Linked DNA regions of Mus musculus: region 1 is linked to region 2. The links are chromatin contacts, called in public Hi-C maps. All regions are on one chromosome and are shown on one strand. Each heading gives the region's core, a stretch centred on a gene start, on an enhancer-like site or on the middle of the called end of the contact. The rest is flanking DNA. Distances are from core to core; before and after follow the strand shown.

What was found. A called contact is a pair of places that touch in the nucleus more often than the background predicts.
Region 1: a Hi-C map of muscle stem cells shows a contact between it and region 2, with 4 times the contacts expected there. The contact joins two enhancer-like sites. A contact is called at or near these places in 3 of 484 Hi-C or Micro-C datasets (the AML12 cell line, cortical neurons and muscle stem cells).

Annotation. Positions count from the first base shown.
Region 1 is chrX:12,435,329-12,442,028 of GRCm38.p6, forward strand. No RefSeq gene overlaps it. Among named protein-coding and RNA genes, the nearest start is that of Gm14635, 84 kb to the left of the region's middle. Within about 2 kb of position 4,368, at least 11 of the 459 cell types and tissues checked have an H3K27ac peak or open chromatin away from gene starts, as enhancers often do. A contact at or near this core is called in muscle stem cells, where this site is marked.
Region 2 is chrX:12,086,970-12,093,673 of GRCm38.p6, forward strand. Gm46687 (a long non-coding RNA gene) reads left to right here and starts at 5,517. Exons shown (of 3, transcript XR_003953120.1): 1 at 5,517-6,704. It also overlaps a transcript of Bcor not described here. Within about 2 kb of position 1,467, at least 265 of the 459 cell types and tissues checked have an H3K27ac peak or open chromatin away from gene starts, as enhancers often do. A contact at or near this core is called in muscle stem cells, where this site is marked.

The DNA of each region.
Region 1 (6,700 bases), core at 3,118-5,617, 350 kb after region 2:
GTATCCAAGCAAGGTCTCTATACAAATCAAATCAGAGGATTCCACTAATGGTTCTCAGCTTTCTGTCTCCCAAACACATGGCAGAATTATATTTCTTGGCCTTCTGTGAGTATCAGATACCCTAAGCCCGTGTGTGTGTGTGTGTGTGTGTGTGTGTGTGAGAGAGAGAGAGAGGGGGGGGGGAGCAGGCAATCTTTGTCAAGTTAAATCTCTAAGGAACTTTTTTCTCTTTTCTTTTTTCTTCCTCTCTCTCTCTCTCTCTCTCTCTCTCTCTCTCTCTCTCTCTCTCTCTCTCTCCTGGACCACAGCCTAGCTAGCACTCACCACATGGTTAGTTAACCTCTCCATTTGGGGACAGCTTTCCAATTGGGGATTTTTTTTTTTTGTCAACACTATTGGACTGGATTAAAAGTCTCATACAACAGTAGGCAAACTGACAGTGCGCTTAAGCCATCGCCTCCAGCAGGTTTTGAATGAGTTCGCCACCATCCACAGCTGCCACTCTTCAATTCTCTGCACCATCGCACAGCTCTTGGTCACCTTGACTTCTTTCCAAGTCCCCATAGTGGTGGAGAAGCCCGTCAAGCCCAGAGTTCGCGAGCTGGCTTGCTGGGTGCCAGGGCTCTCTTCCCTGCTTCTAACTGCAATGCCTCACTTGTTCAGAACAATGACGTGGTGGCAGCAGCAGGGTTTTCTTCTCCACAGTGACTCAGTTATCACATGGGAACTCACCTCCATGCAACAATGGCCTCTGAAGACACTCCCAGGCAAGCTAACCTAGAAAGCCCAGAAGGGAAATGCTTTGCAAACCAGGAGAGAAAAACCTCAATAGCTGTGGGTAAAACTGATTGAAAGCTTCACACACCGGAGGTGGGAACCTGCAGGCAGAAACACAGTGGCTGAATCCTGGGGCAGGATGTAATCCCTGCTTCCCTCTGCTGCAGCTGTTTGCCTCCCCACTGAGCGTGTCAATGACGTCAGGGCTGACGTCTGAAGTCAGCGGACATTTGGAAGATGCCTGTGACCAACCGTACACATGAGCTCTGTGGGAGAGATGCAGATTGAGGCTGTGTGGTCATGGCAGCATATACCAACACCCCGAGGAGCAGCCAGGGATGCTATCTGTACTTCTTGGGCAGAGGACACATGGGGGTAGAATGAGTGTCACCAGTGGGGGTGGGGGTGGATATTGAGTGGCACATGTATAATTAGTTCATCATGAATATTTACTGCCTCGGGTGCCTTAAATACAATTGGTGCCTTGTAAATATTTTGTGTGTCATATATTTAGTACCTCAAGTCTATCAGGAGTCTCGTGACCCTTCCACCCCAGCAGTGTTCATGTAGGTCTGACATTTCTCCCAGGTAACTAACATATTTATTGATGATAATTTTTAGCAGGCCCGCTTGTCTTGATTTCTATGGCAGAATCAAATATGCACAAAGAGTACCAGAAATATGTATTGATTTTGTCACTTGTAACAAAAATGGAACAGGCTATTGATGGCCTTGATTTCCTACACTGTGATGGACTCTGTGCTGGGCTCTTTCCAGGAGTTCCACACAACAACCCAGCAACATAGACCGACCTTCCTTCCTTCCTTCCTTCCTTCCTTCCTTCCTTCCCTCCCTCCCTCCCTTCTTCCTTCCTTCCTTCCTCCTTCCCTCCCTCCCTCTTTCCTTCTTCTCTCTCTTTCCCATCCCTCTTCCCCTTGTCCCTCTTTCTTTCACACTCCATCTTCCTCTCCCACTCTCTCCCCATCTTTTTTGCTTGTTTTTGAATCAAGGTCTCACTATGTAGCCCAGACTGGCTTTGAACCCACTATCCTTGCCTGACCTCCTGCAGGCTGGAACTGTAGGTGTGTGCTGCTGGGCCTGCTATCCTTGCTAGTTATCTGAGGACTCTGACATGCAGAGAGGCTTAGAACTCCCCACAGCCCATACCTGGTAAGAAGCACGGTCAGAGTTAGAAATCCGATTTGGTATTGGCATTGTAGGGACTGGGAGAACACACCCAGACATCAAATTCTCAGCACAAAGATTTATTACCCTGGAAGGAGCAATGTGGGGCTCTGATTCTGTATTTATTGGGCAAAGATAGCAGCAGGTGTCTCTGCAGGTCTGTTGTTGTTGTTTAAGGAGAAAAGGGGAGTCTGTGCTAGGGTGAGTGGGTAAGCCCTGATTGGACAGGTTAACAGGTGTAGCCAAATAATGAATTTTGATAGCTGAACCTTGAAGTTTTAGTCAATTAGATCTAAGGACGTGGCCACACAAGGAAGTAAAACCTCGGTGGCCAGCTTTAGGAATGTAATCTAAAGGTTTAGCGAGAGAGAGGGGAGGGAGAGAGGGAGCAGAAGACACCTATGTTAGCCATGCGCAGGCCTGTTAGAGAGCCCTTCATACATTCCATCGTGCTTGCTGGCTCTGGTCCCCACTGGGCATCAAGAGACATTTTGCATCAGTCTAATGCCTCACATATTTCCTTCTGCTCTATAGTTTGTACTGTGTTGTAAGACAGTTAGAGCCAGCCGGGTGTGGTGGCACACACCTTTAATCCCAGCACTTGGGAGGCAGAGGCAGGCGGATTTCTGAGTTCGAGGCCAGCCTGATCTACAAAGTGAGTTCCAGGATAGCCAGGGCTATACAGAGAAACCCTGTCTCAAAAAACCAAAAAAAGAAGACAGAGCCACTTGCCTAGACTACTGCAGTGCCCACTTCAGTCTCGCCCTCTACTAATCCAGAATGACCACTTAACAACAGAAGTCTGACCACACCTAAATCCTCCAGTGGGCCTTGTGGGCCTAGAGTGCCTGCTTAGCATGTATAGGGCTCAGGGATCAAAGAAATCAAAATAAGAAACAGACTCTCCAATGGACTGCCTTTGCTCCCTGGGTAACGATCCAAATCCTCACTGTGGCCACAACTTACCCCTGGCTGTTCTCTCCTGACTCCCTCTGTCTATCTCCTTCCAGTGTCCTCCAGTCACCTGCCACCCTCTTAGAACCACACACTAATAACCTAGTCAGTCCTCAGACATGTCATACCACCCATCGTGGGATCCTTTGCACAGACTATTCCTTCCGACCGCAAAGCTTTCCCCTTCTTTTATCACCCAGTCAATGCCCATCCATCTTCATGATGAAGTTCTGCTGTCCCTTCCCCTGACCTCGCCACTCTTCTGGTATCATTTGCCTAGTTTGCAACACTCTGGGAACTCTTGGAAGATTACTCACATTGCTATAAATATTTACCAAGCCCTTCAGTGGCCCATCAATGCTCTGAGGCCTTTGCTCCTCTATATAATTCTTGTGAGTGCTCCCCAAGTCTCCTTGCCACTATAGATCCTTTCCTAAGGAAGGAAGATGCTGGAAACTCTACATCAGGCACATCCGTTCTCTCTCTCTCTCTCTCTCTCTCTCTCTCTTTCTCTCCCTCCCTCCCTCCCTCCCTCCCTCCCTCCCTCCCCCTCTCTTTCCTTCACACCCCCTCCCTGTTACTCTGCCTTGCCTTGCCCAGAACTAGAACTGATCACTACGTGTGTATGTGGCCCCACGTGGTCTCAAACATACCCTTCCTCCCATGGCTCTACTGGAAATTTTTCCCATGACAAAATCATCCCCTTAGGGTAGAATCTTCATGAAAATGCAAGTCCTCTCGGGAGAGGCCTTTCAACAAAGCCATTACTCGGTTGGAGTCAAATTCCAGTCACACATATTAAACGCTATGGTGGTTTATATGTGAACTGTCCCCTATGGACTCATGTAGAATACTTGGTCCCCAGCTGGTGGTGCTGTTTTGGAAGGATGCGGATCTTTTAAAAGGTGGGGCCTTGCTGCAGGAAGTGAATAGCTGGGGGTGGGGGTGGGAGTGGGGAGGGTGGACTCTGAGGATTGATAGCCCAGCCTCACTTCCTTTTCACTCTCTGATTTCTGACTCTGGACTCCATGTGACTGGCCATCTCACATTCCTGCCACCATCCTCTCATAGGTTGTTTCCTGCCAGGTTACAACAATCAGAGAAATAACCAGGGTCTGTGCAGGCCTTCCTGTCCACAGGGCGAGTTACTTACGTATCTATTGCACTGTTCTGGTTAACTCCAGATTTAGCTGCTTAGGAAACAAGTGCCCGTCTGTCATTCTCCACTTTCCTTGGCTCGGGAGTCTAGGTGGGGCTTAGCTGGCTCTCAGTGTGTGCGTGTGGGGTGTACATCCAACATCATTCACACGCCAGCTGTTAGTGGGAGACATCTGCTCTTTGCCAAGTGAGGTCTGCATAGAGCCAGTTCACAGGAAGGCTCTGAGGAAAACGCAGGACAGGTGGACAAGATGAAATCAAGATGCTTCATAGCCCAACCCTGGTGAGTCAATCTGTGTAACTCACACTCAAGAGGACGCTATGCCAGAAGTACGGGCCGCTTCTCGTGTTACTCTCCGGCAGCCTAGGGAGCAGAAAAACTGATTCAGACGGGGTGAACGAGTTTCCTGGATCTCACATGGCCATTTGGCTAGGCTGCAGAGCCCGGTTGTGTGTTCCAACACCACTCCAGGCTGTGTGGGTGAAGGCACTTTGTGTATGTTATTTTTATCTATAGGCAATGAACGATCTGTCTGAAGAGACCACCCTTCACAATGTGGGTGGATCTCCTCTGAGCAATTCAAAGCTTTGCCCAAAGAAGCAAGAATTCTCTCTGAAGACAAACTTCCAAGCCATGGCTGAGTTGCCAGCCTGCAGGCTCTCCTGTACACTTCAGAATCATGAGTATAACATCAGGCTAACGCAGTGACACATACTTAAAATTGTAGCCACTCTTCAGATTGAGGCAAAGGGATCATAAGTTTGAGGACAGCCTAGAACACACAGTGAGATCCCCATCTTAACTCCTGTCAGAGTCTCCAGGCGACACTGCAGCACCAGCTCCTGTCTGAGCTCCCAGCCTACAACTTGCCCAGCCAGTTTCAAGCGTGCTGGGCTCCAGAATCACATACATTTTTTCCAAATATATATTTATACATGACTCTGTGTGTGTGTGTGTGTGTGTGTGTGTGTGCCCTCAGAGGTCACAAGAGGTATTCCTGGAGCTGAAGTTATAGATGGTTGTGAGCCATCTGACATGTGTGCTAGGAACCAAACTTGGTTCCTCTGCAAGAGCAGTGCATGTTGTTGATGGCCCAGGTGTCTATCTCTTTAGCCCCAAGTATATATTTCTCAGGATTCAGCATATGTTAGCATGATGTATGATGTCTTAGCAAAGGTTCTTAAGTTGAGATATGTTGATTGCAGGAAAGACTCTGAACTCTTTTTGTGACCTTACAGTAGGTCACAAGACCCTCATGTGGGAGATGCTCCTCCCAGTCATCCAGGACAGGACCATTTTCTACCCTTCATCAAGCCCAGCATAAAAGCATCAATTTTAACATTTTCTTTGGACCTTCAGTTCCTCGTGAAGGTTCCTATGTTGCAGGAGATGCATTTTTGCACTTTTCTTTTGTAATTTGTCTTTGACAATATTATCTAAAAATTATTTGATCCCTCAAATTATGCAGTTCGGAGAATAACTGGCATGAGCCAGACCTCTTCTTTCACCATGTGGCTGTGGGACTTTTGAGGAGGGGCTTATGTGAAAGAAGTAGACTGCTGGGCAGCTGGCCTTAAGTTTGATAGCCCGGCCTCACTTGCTGTCCCTTTTCTGCTTCCTGCTCTGTCTGAGCTGTGACAAAAAGAAGTGTCTCATATGCATGAAGCCACTATGAAGCCACATACTGTCTTGGCTTCCCACTACACCAGACCGCAGCTCCTCAAACCATCAGCCATGACAACTCCTTCCTCTGTTACATTCCTTCTCATAGCAATGAGAAAACAATAGCTACAGTTGCCCAGTCAAGGGTGTAGGCCTGAGCTGCAACTTAGTAGTACAGAGGCAGGAAAAGGACAGGAAAATTAAGGGGCGTGGGAGCAGAAAGGGTCCCTTCACTCTGGGATCTCACTTAGAGTCAGAAGTTCCAATACAAATGCCCAAGTCAAAGTCACCTGTTGAAGTGGAAACTTAAGGTTTTTTTTAAAAAGTCAGTTGTGTTGGATGGTGTTTTGTTGGAGCAAACACATGAAGGAGTGTATTTCTGAAGTAGACATACGTGAAAGGCTAAGGCAGACGTGTGAAGGAATTGAAACTGACATAGGTAAAAGGATGTTTTGTTAAACTAAGCACGTGAAAGGACATGTGATGAAGGATTTTTTTCTAATGACATACGTGTATTGCTCTGTACTACATTATGTAGTTGAGCTCTTTTTGTCGGGACTTTATAGAGAGAAATGAATCAAGAAACTTTTGGTGGTGTGTTGTAGTTTCTTGTCACTTTGGTGGACTTGGGCTGATTGGCAGGTGATGTCAGCTGAGACAGGTGCACATGCTGAGGCAAATACGTGGAGGACACGTGATGTTTGGACGAAGTATAACTAGAATTCAATGGACAATGATGGAGGCTGAGCTATTAAAGAGCGATCTGTGCAATGCTTGTTGGTCTCAAGTCTTTGATGATCTTTGCTTAGATGACAGAGGCACAGGCCAAGAACTTCTGGCATTCCTTCTGGTCCCTCCTGCTGTTGACTCATGTCGAGGCTACAGCCTGGCTGACTCTGCTAGGTAGTGTCACTGCTGCTGATTTGCCTTTGCTATTCTGACTCTACTGCATTGGACTGCTAA
Region 2 (6,704 bases), core at 217-2,716:
GCCCAGAGCCATCCGCAGCCGGATTGTCCCCAGGGAGCCGAAACCACCGGTCGGGGAAACCCCTCCTCTCGCCCTTCCCCGAAGAGCCTGGTCGCAGCGTCAGCGCAGAGCGAGCGGGCACTGCTGCCAGCCCGGCCTCTCCGGAGGCCCACAAGCGTCCCATTAGTCAGCCCGAGTTCCCCTTGGACGAGTCGTCTGGCGTGACCTCAAGGCCCGGTTCGGGCAGGGATGGGGTGCGGGGCCGCGGAGAGCTCGGCGGGACCCGGCCCGACTTGGTTCCGCGTCCCTGGACCCGCTGCGAAGAGGAGCGGGCGGGCCAGGCCGCTCCCCGGCGGGCTCCCGGCGCCGAGCTGCGTTTCACGTGCCCGCCATGGCAGCGGCGAGGAGGGGCTGGGAGGCGCGCGGCCGATCCCGCAGGGTCCCCGATCCCGCGTTCAGGTCCCTGGGGCGGGGCGGGGATCGAGGAACACCCTGAAGCCCCCATCCCTTCACAAGGCGAGGGCGACGTCGCCCGATGCCCCGGGGTTCCTAGGGCGCTGCTCCGAGAGCTGCGCGGCGGCGGCAGCCAGGGGAGGGTGCTCCTCGCGGCCGCGACGGGAACTTCCCCGCCGCCCCGCCGCCGCAGTCACGGGGACCGGAAGCCCTCCCGCCGCCCCGAACGGCCAGTGCTGGCCCCTAGGGCAGTCCTAGACGGGAGCTGGCCGTCTGTCCTCCTAGATTCCTCCAGGCTCCAGGCGATTGTCCGCACCCCGGAATGGACCCATTTTAGGCAAGGTCCGGCGAGACGTCCCCCCCCTCCCAGTTACCGCCACCAACACGCCTTTCCCCTCCCTCCTCTCTGGGCCCCGCAGCTGGGACAGGAGGGGCGCTGAGCCGCCACTTGGGCCAGGCAGGAACACCTGCTCCCGAGCCCTGCAGCTGGGCGCGAGGTGCCGGGGAGAAGCTGTCTACTGTTGTGTACAGAGATCGCGGAACAGAAATGGGGCGCTCCGGAGCACTGGAGTCTCCCCCCACCCATTTCCTACTCATTTTGGGCGGTCAACCCCAAAGCCAGAAAGGGCACTGATCTCCCTGAGGGTCTTAGGGCAACAACACCTGAAATCCAGCTTCTGGCCTTAAGAGGTCGTTAGCAAGCCACACGGGTCAAAAACCAGTTGTGGGAACCTTCCCCAGTGTCCACTCCCGCTCTTCAACCCAGACACCCTCATCTGCCCCACGCATTCTGGCCTCGTGCCGCGGACGGCAGTAGGTCAGGATGGCACCAGCATCTCCCCCCTCTCCCGAGGGGCAGAGAGTCTGGTATGGACCTTCGGCTTTGGCACTGCGCGTGGGGGAGGGCCAAAGGGTCCTCCCCATCTTTTCGAACCGGCGGCGGAGCTAACCTGCGAGGCTGTCCCAGCCTCACCCCGCCCCCGTCCGGCCCTCCCCGACTCCCCTGGCCCAGGGCCCGGCCGGGGAAGGCGTTGTTTTGCCAGCGGGAGCCGAGCGAGTGCGCAGAGAAAAGCCACCCTGCTCTAATGAGAGTGCACACAGCGCTGCAGCGAGGAGGAGGATTACCCGGCGGGAGGGGGAGGGGAGCGCGGGCCGGGACCGCGGGCGGCGTGTGCGGCGGCCCCGTGGGCCCGGAGTCCCCGCCTGTCTGGCTGCTAATCGCACGCTTTCTGCCGTTACGGAGGCAGGCGGGAGCCGGCGGCCGAGCCCAGCGCCGGCGACTCGGCGGGTGACACGGAAACATGGCGCAGCGCCCCTCCCCCGCCCGCCCTCCCGGCGCTCCCGCCTCCTGCCTCGCACTTCCTCCCGCCCGCGCGGCTTTTGCAGTTCTAATGCTCTGCTTTCGGCCTGGCACCATTACGCTAGCAGCCGCTTCTCTGCGGCCTCGCGCGTCTCTTTCCCCTTTGTTTTCAGGGTCTATAGAAAAGGTTTGCTTTTGTCCCGAGCTCTCTCGTTAAACCAAACTTGTGGTGGCAACGGAAGGCAGTGCGGGCGGGGAGGGGCCAGGGGATTTTGGCAGCAACAGAGCAGAGCGTGGTGGAAACTTCTCTTGCTGGGTTCCCCGCCACCGCCTTCCAACCCCCACCTCCACTCACAGACAAGCCGCCCCGCCGACGCTTCTCTCCTGAGAGGCCCCAGCGCTCCAGGAAGAAGGCCTGGGACACAGGGACTGTGACCACGGGCCTTCGAAGAGACCAGGGTTCTTGTCTGTGACCCCAGACTTTTGGCACTCAATGACCTTGATCCTTGGTGCGTTGACTTGACTTGGCTTTCGTCTGGTCCTTCGGGGCCCTGTTTCTCAGTCAGTGAATAAAGGAAAGGATCGAAGTAAAGTGTTTAGCGTGTGATTCTCCTTTTCAAAAGGCTGGCTGGAACCTTACTCATTTACTGTAGGCCTTCTTTATAGAGTACGGGGCAACAAGAGGGAAGCATGGACTCAAAGGACAAATGACAGAAAACCTTGTCCCCGGTGGCTGGCCACCTCACCCACACTCACTTAGCATGCCTTTGGGAAGACCTTGCAAAGCGCGGGGGGGGGGGGCTCAGTGTTGCTCCCTCGGTTCAGGAGATGCCAAACCTTCCCCTCTTCAGGCGAGAAATCGGGACAACCCCTCCCCCCCCACACCCCCGGTCGCACTCCCCAGACCCACGCGTATGCTGTGGCTTTCTGCATTGGAGCTGCTCAGGCGGCAATTTTTAAAGCCTGCAATTAAGCGAGGCGTCGCCGTGTCCTCGGCTAGTGTCGATCCTGTCAGTCGCACATGGCCTTGGTGCTCCGGTCCGAGGCCCCGCGATTAGTCACAGGCTCGCTTCGCTCCTTCCCTAATCCGCCTCTGCAGGCAGCCTGGGGACGCGGCCGACTAGGCGGCGCTGGCAGGGAGCCACCGCACGCGGGGCGGGCCTCCTGGTTAGTGCCAGCCCCACTGCACCGGAGCCAGCGCGGGCCCCGAGGTGCGGGATTGACGCCCCCCCCCCGCCCCCTGGTGGGGCGCCCGCGTCCCTCCTCCTCCCGCCCCTCTCCAGGGCCTGCGAGATCTATTTGTGTGGTGTCATTTGCATAAAAATAGGACAAGTGTTTCAGTGCGTTCGAACGCGGGAGGCGAAATCCTTATTGATGTGTCTGTGTGGAGCCTTCGGTTGTCGGAGCAGTTTGATTTAGGGTGTTTGTGTTGCCTTCTGCGAGAAATGAGAGGAAATCCTGTGCAATGCTTACGGCAGCCAGGGCCCCCTGGAGCATCCTCGCTCTGCGCGGTTGGGAGTAGAGTACCGCTTGGGCCCCAACACACCAAGTCTACAACCAGCAGGTTGAGGGCCAGGCGGGCGGCCTATTATGACTCATAAAACCGGGCGGCCTAATCACCAGCTGCCAATCCATTTACATGTGCCACTTCCCAAGGCACCCTTCTTCGTCCTGGCAGGGCCTCCCGCGGGTTCGCCGCGGACACGGCTAGAGTTTCCCAGTGGAAGCTAACCAAGTGCTCATCCTTTCCCGTCGGTAGCCCGGCCGCCCCTCCTAGGCGAGACCCTGCTCCCTAGGCCTCTGCGCCTCTCTCCAGCAACTCCTCAGCGTGGACAAATAGCTTGGGAGGGCGCCGGCCTCTCGGAGCCAGTAAATCAATCATTAACTCCCTAGCGAGGCCGAGTCAAGGGAGGGAGTGGGGGCCAGAGCCCAGAGCGCGGGGCAAGAGCAGGACTCCCTACCCTAGACTAAGAGGCATCTCTGTGCCAGCGAACTGCTCTAAGGCAGTTCCTCCAAGTCTTCCCTGTCTCCTCCAGAAGCCACAGCCCGCTGGGCCTTTCAAGCTACACCGCGCCTCGCCGGGCAGGTTGGGTTACTGCACAGCCCCTTGGCTTTGGGCTTCCCGGCCTGCTGTCCCTAGAAGAGTATGCCACACAGGGGCAAATTCCTGGGATCCAGCCCGGCTCCACATAACTCCGGCTTGGCCAAATCTATTCGATCGGGTGGACCTGTCTCCCGAAGCATGTTCCCCCTGAAGCCTTCAGTGGATGTGGCATGCAGAGGGTTAAAGAGCCTCAGTTCGCTCTAGCTCCTCCGCGGCACAGAGGAAATGCTGATCAAAGTGCCTACGGGGAAGGAAACACACGCACACTCGGGGCCCGGGTCGAAAGAGACAGTTCCCAAGTCGCCTGCCTCGAGCCGCTTCCCACACTCTAGGCAAGGCAAGGCAAGGCGGCCCGCACGATTCACCCCGCGGAGCTCTGCGTGCAGGGGCTGGGGAAGGAGGAGGGACAAGGGGGCGGGAGGCGAGCCCGGGCTGCGCGCCAAGAGGCCCGGAGCCACAGATTAGTCACCGCTCGGCTCAGAGCTCACGGGTGCGCGGGGGAAACGGGAGGGCAGGCGGCGGCCCAGCTCAGCCCCGCTCCCGGGGCCTCGGCGCCGCTGCCCCCGCCCCCACCCCCGCGCGCGGCTGCCGAGGCTCTCCCGGACTCTCGCCGCGGAGATCCACTTGTCAGTTCAAGGGCAGGACAGAAACTGCAAGCTGAGTCTTACGAACAGGAAATTTCTCATTGACAATGTGCTACCCCCCCAACACACAGACACACACACACACACACACACACACACACACACACACACACACACACACACAGAGCCACAGCCGCCGCCGCAGCCCCGGCGCGCAAAGCGGCTTTAAAACAAAACCAAATCCCACCGCGGGCAGCCGGCTGCCGGCGTGCCCACCCGGCAACGATCGCCTCGGCGACTCCCGCCCCGGGCCAGCACACTGGCTGGGCGGATGGGCTCGGCTCCGGGCCGAAGGCGCAGTCCTCTCTGCAGGACCTTGGGGGGCGGGGGGGGGGCAGGGCGGCGCTCTGCGCCTCCCCAGGGAGTGAACCGGGGCTGCTGAGCTTTGCGCTGCGCTGGGTGGCCGCCGGGTCAGCGCTCTCTGCGGGGAGGCTGCCGCGAGTGCCGCTGCGGGAACCCGGGAGGGCTGCGAGCTCGGCCTGGCAAAGTTCCTGTGGAAACTCCATGTTTTGAAACTCCAGCGCCGTTGCGGAAGGAGGGGGAGAAGGGAACGCGCCGAGCGCCGAAGGCCGCCAGCACCCGCCTGGCTCTCCGGGGGAACCTGGCCCGCGCCTCTCCCCAGCCCCACTGCAAGTCTGGAGGGCCGGGAGGGCCGAGCCCCTGGAGCAAAGCCTTTTGTGTATTCCTCTTTCCCTTCGCTCTCCAAGGGAAATTCATTAACCCGTTTTATTTACTGAGACGAAGGCTGCCTTTTTAGGGGCCGTGATATTCAGGGTAATTTCGTATTTGACACGTGTAAATACTTAGTACTCTCAGGTAAGGTCAAATTATTTATCATCTTAATTTATATTTCAATAGGCCTACAATTTAGAGTCGAGAAATGCCTCCTTATGAATCATTATGGTCTATTAGAGGAACTAATGTCTAACCAGCACTATTTGGTAGGGAATCACTTATGTTGACATTTAAATGGCTCTTCAATAGTTAAAGAGAGAGAGAGAGAGAGAGAGAGAGAGAGAGAGAGAGAGGCATTCGAGTGCCTTTGATTAAATATACAATTTGCAAAACCATCAGAACTATAAATTCTAGGAATTTTTTTCAAAGTTTCCAAAGCCTTCCAGTACATATATGTCATTTCCTATGGGGGAAAAATACACAAATTTCAGACAACCTCCCCCCAACACACACAAGCTAAAGTCTCATTAGTAAGGTCCCAGATCCTGCTCCTTAGTGACAGACTTGCTTTTTAGCACTATTGCAGGTAATTTGTAAAATGAGCTTACCCGCTTGCTGAAAGCCAACCACCCATTCCTGGGGTCACCACAGCACCCAGAACGTCTTACTGATGCTTTAAAGTCAACTCTACACTAGTTCACATAGTCCCCAGTCTCTTCCTAGCTGCCTCCCGGCTCAAATTCTAAGAACTCTTCTTTTTTTTCTTTTTTCTTCGAGACAGGGTTTCTCTGAATAGCCCTGGCTGTCCTGGAACTCACTTTGTAGACCAGGCTGGCCTTGAACTCAGAAATTCGCCTGCCTCTGCCTCCCAAGTGCTGGGATTAAAGGCGTGCGCCACCATGCCCGCCCAGCAAGGGCTCTTCTTTCTGACTCTGCTCTCTTCCTTTGGTCAAAGCATCTCCTGTAATGTAATAGTTCTTTCAGGGCCTGGGACTAGCTTCCTATGTGTCTGTTTTCCAAGACAGCTTCACCTCTTGATGGAGATCCCTACATCCAGGCAACAGTTCCATTTCTTTATTTTATTTTATTTTATTTTATTTTATTTAGAGACAGGGTCTCTCTATCTAATTCTGGCTGTCCTGGAACTCACTCTGCAGAGATCCACCTGCCTCTGCCTCCCCAGCAGAAATTAAAGGCATTTGCCAGCATAGCAGTCTCATTTCTTTACTCATCAGTTTCAAAGTTTTCTTTTTGTTATTGTTGCTTGTGTGTGTCTGTATGTTTAAGATACTAGTTAAGCACAGCTTTGTTTGTGAAAGCATAGGATCCGAAACAATGTAATTTGCCCAGCAACAATTGGATAGCACCTTCATGAAATGTTCTGCTTTGTTTACGAATAGGGAAGACTTCCAGGGTCTGTGGTTAAGAGAAGAAACAGGCACAGGATGTGTGTATAGTTATGTTGCAGGGGTGTGTGTGTGTGTGTGCGTGTGTGTTTAAGCCATGTGTTAGGTAGCTTCCCTTACATTCTAGGCTTTCCCTGCAGTGG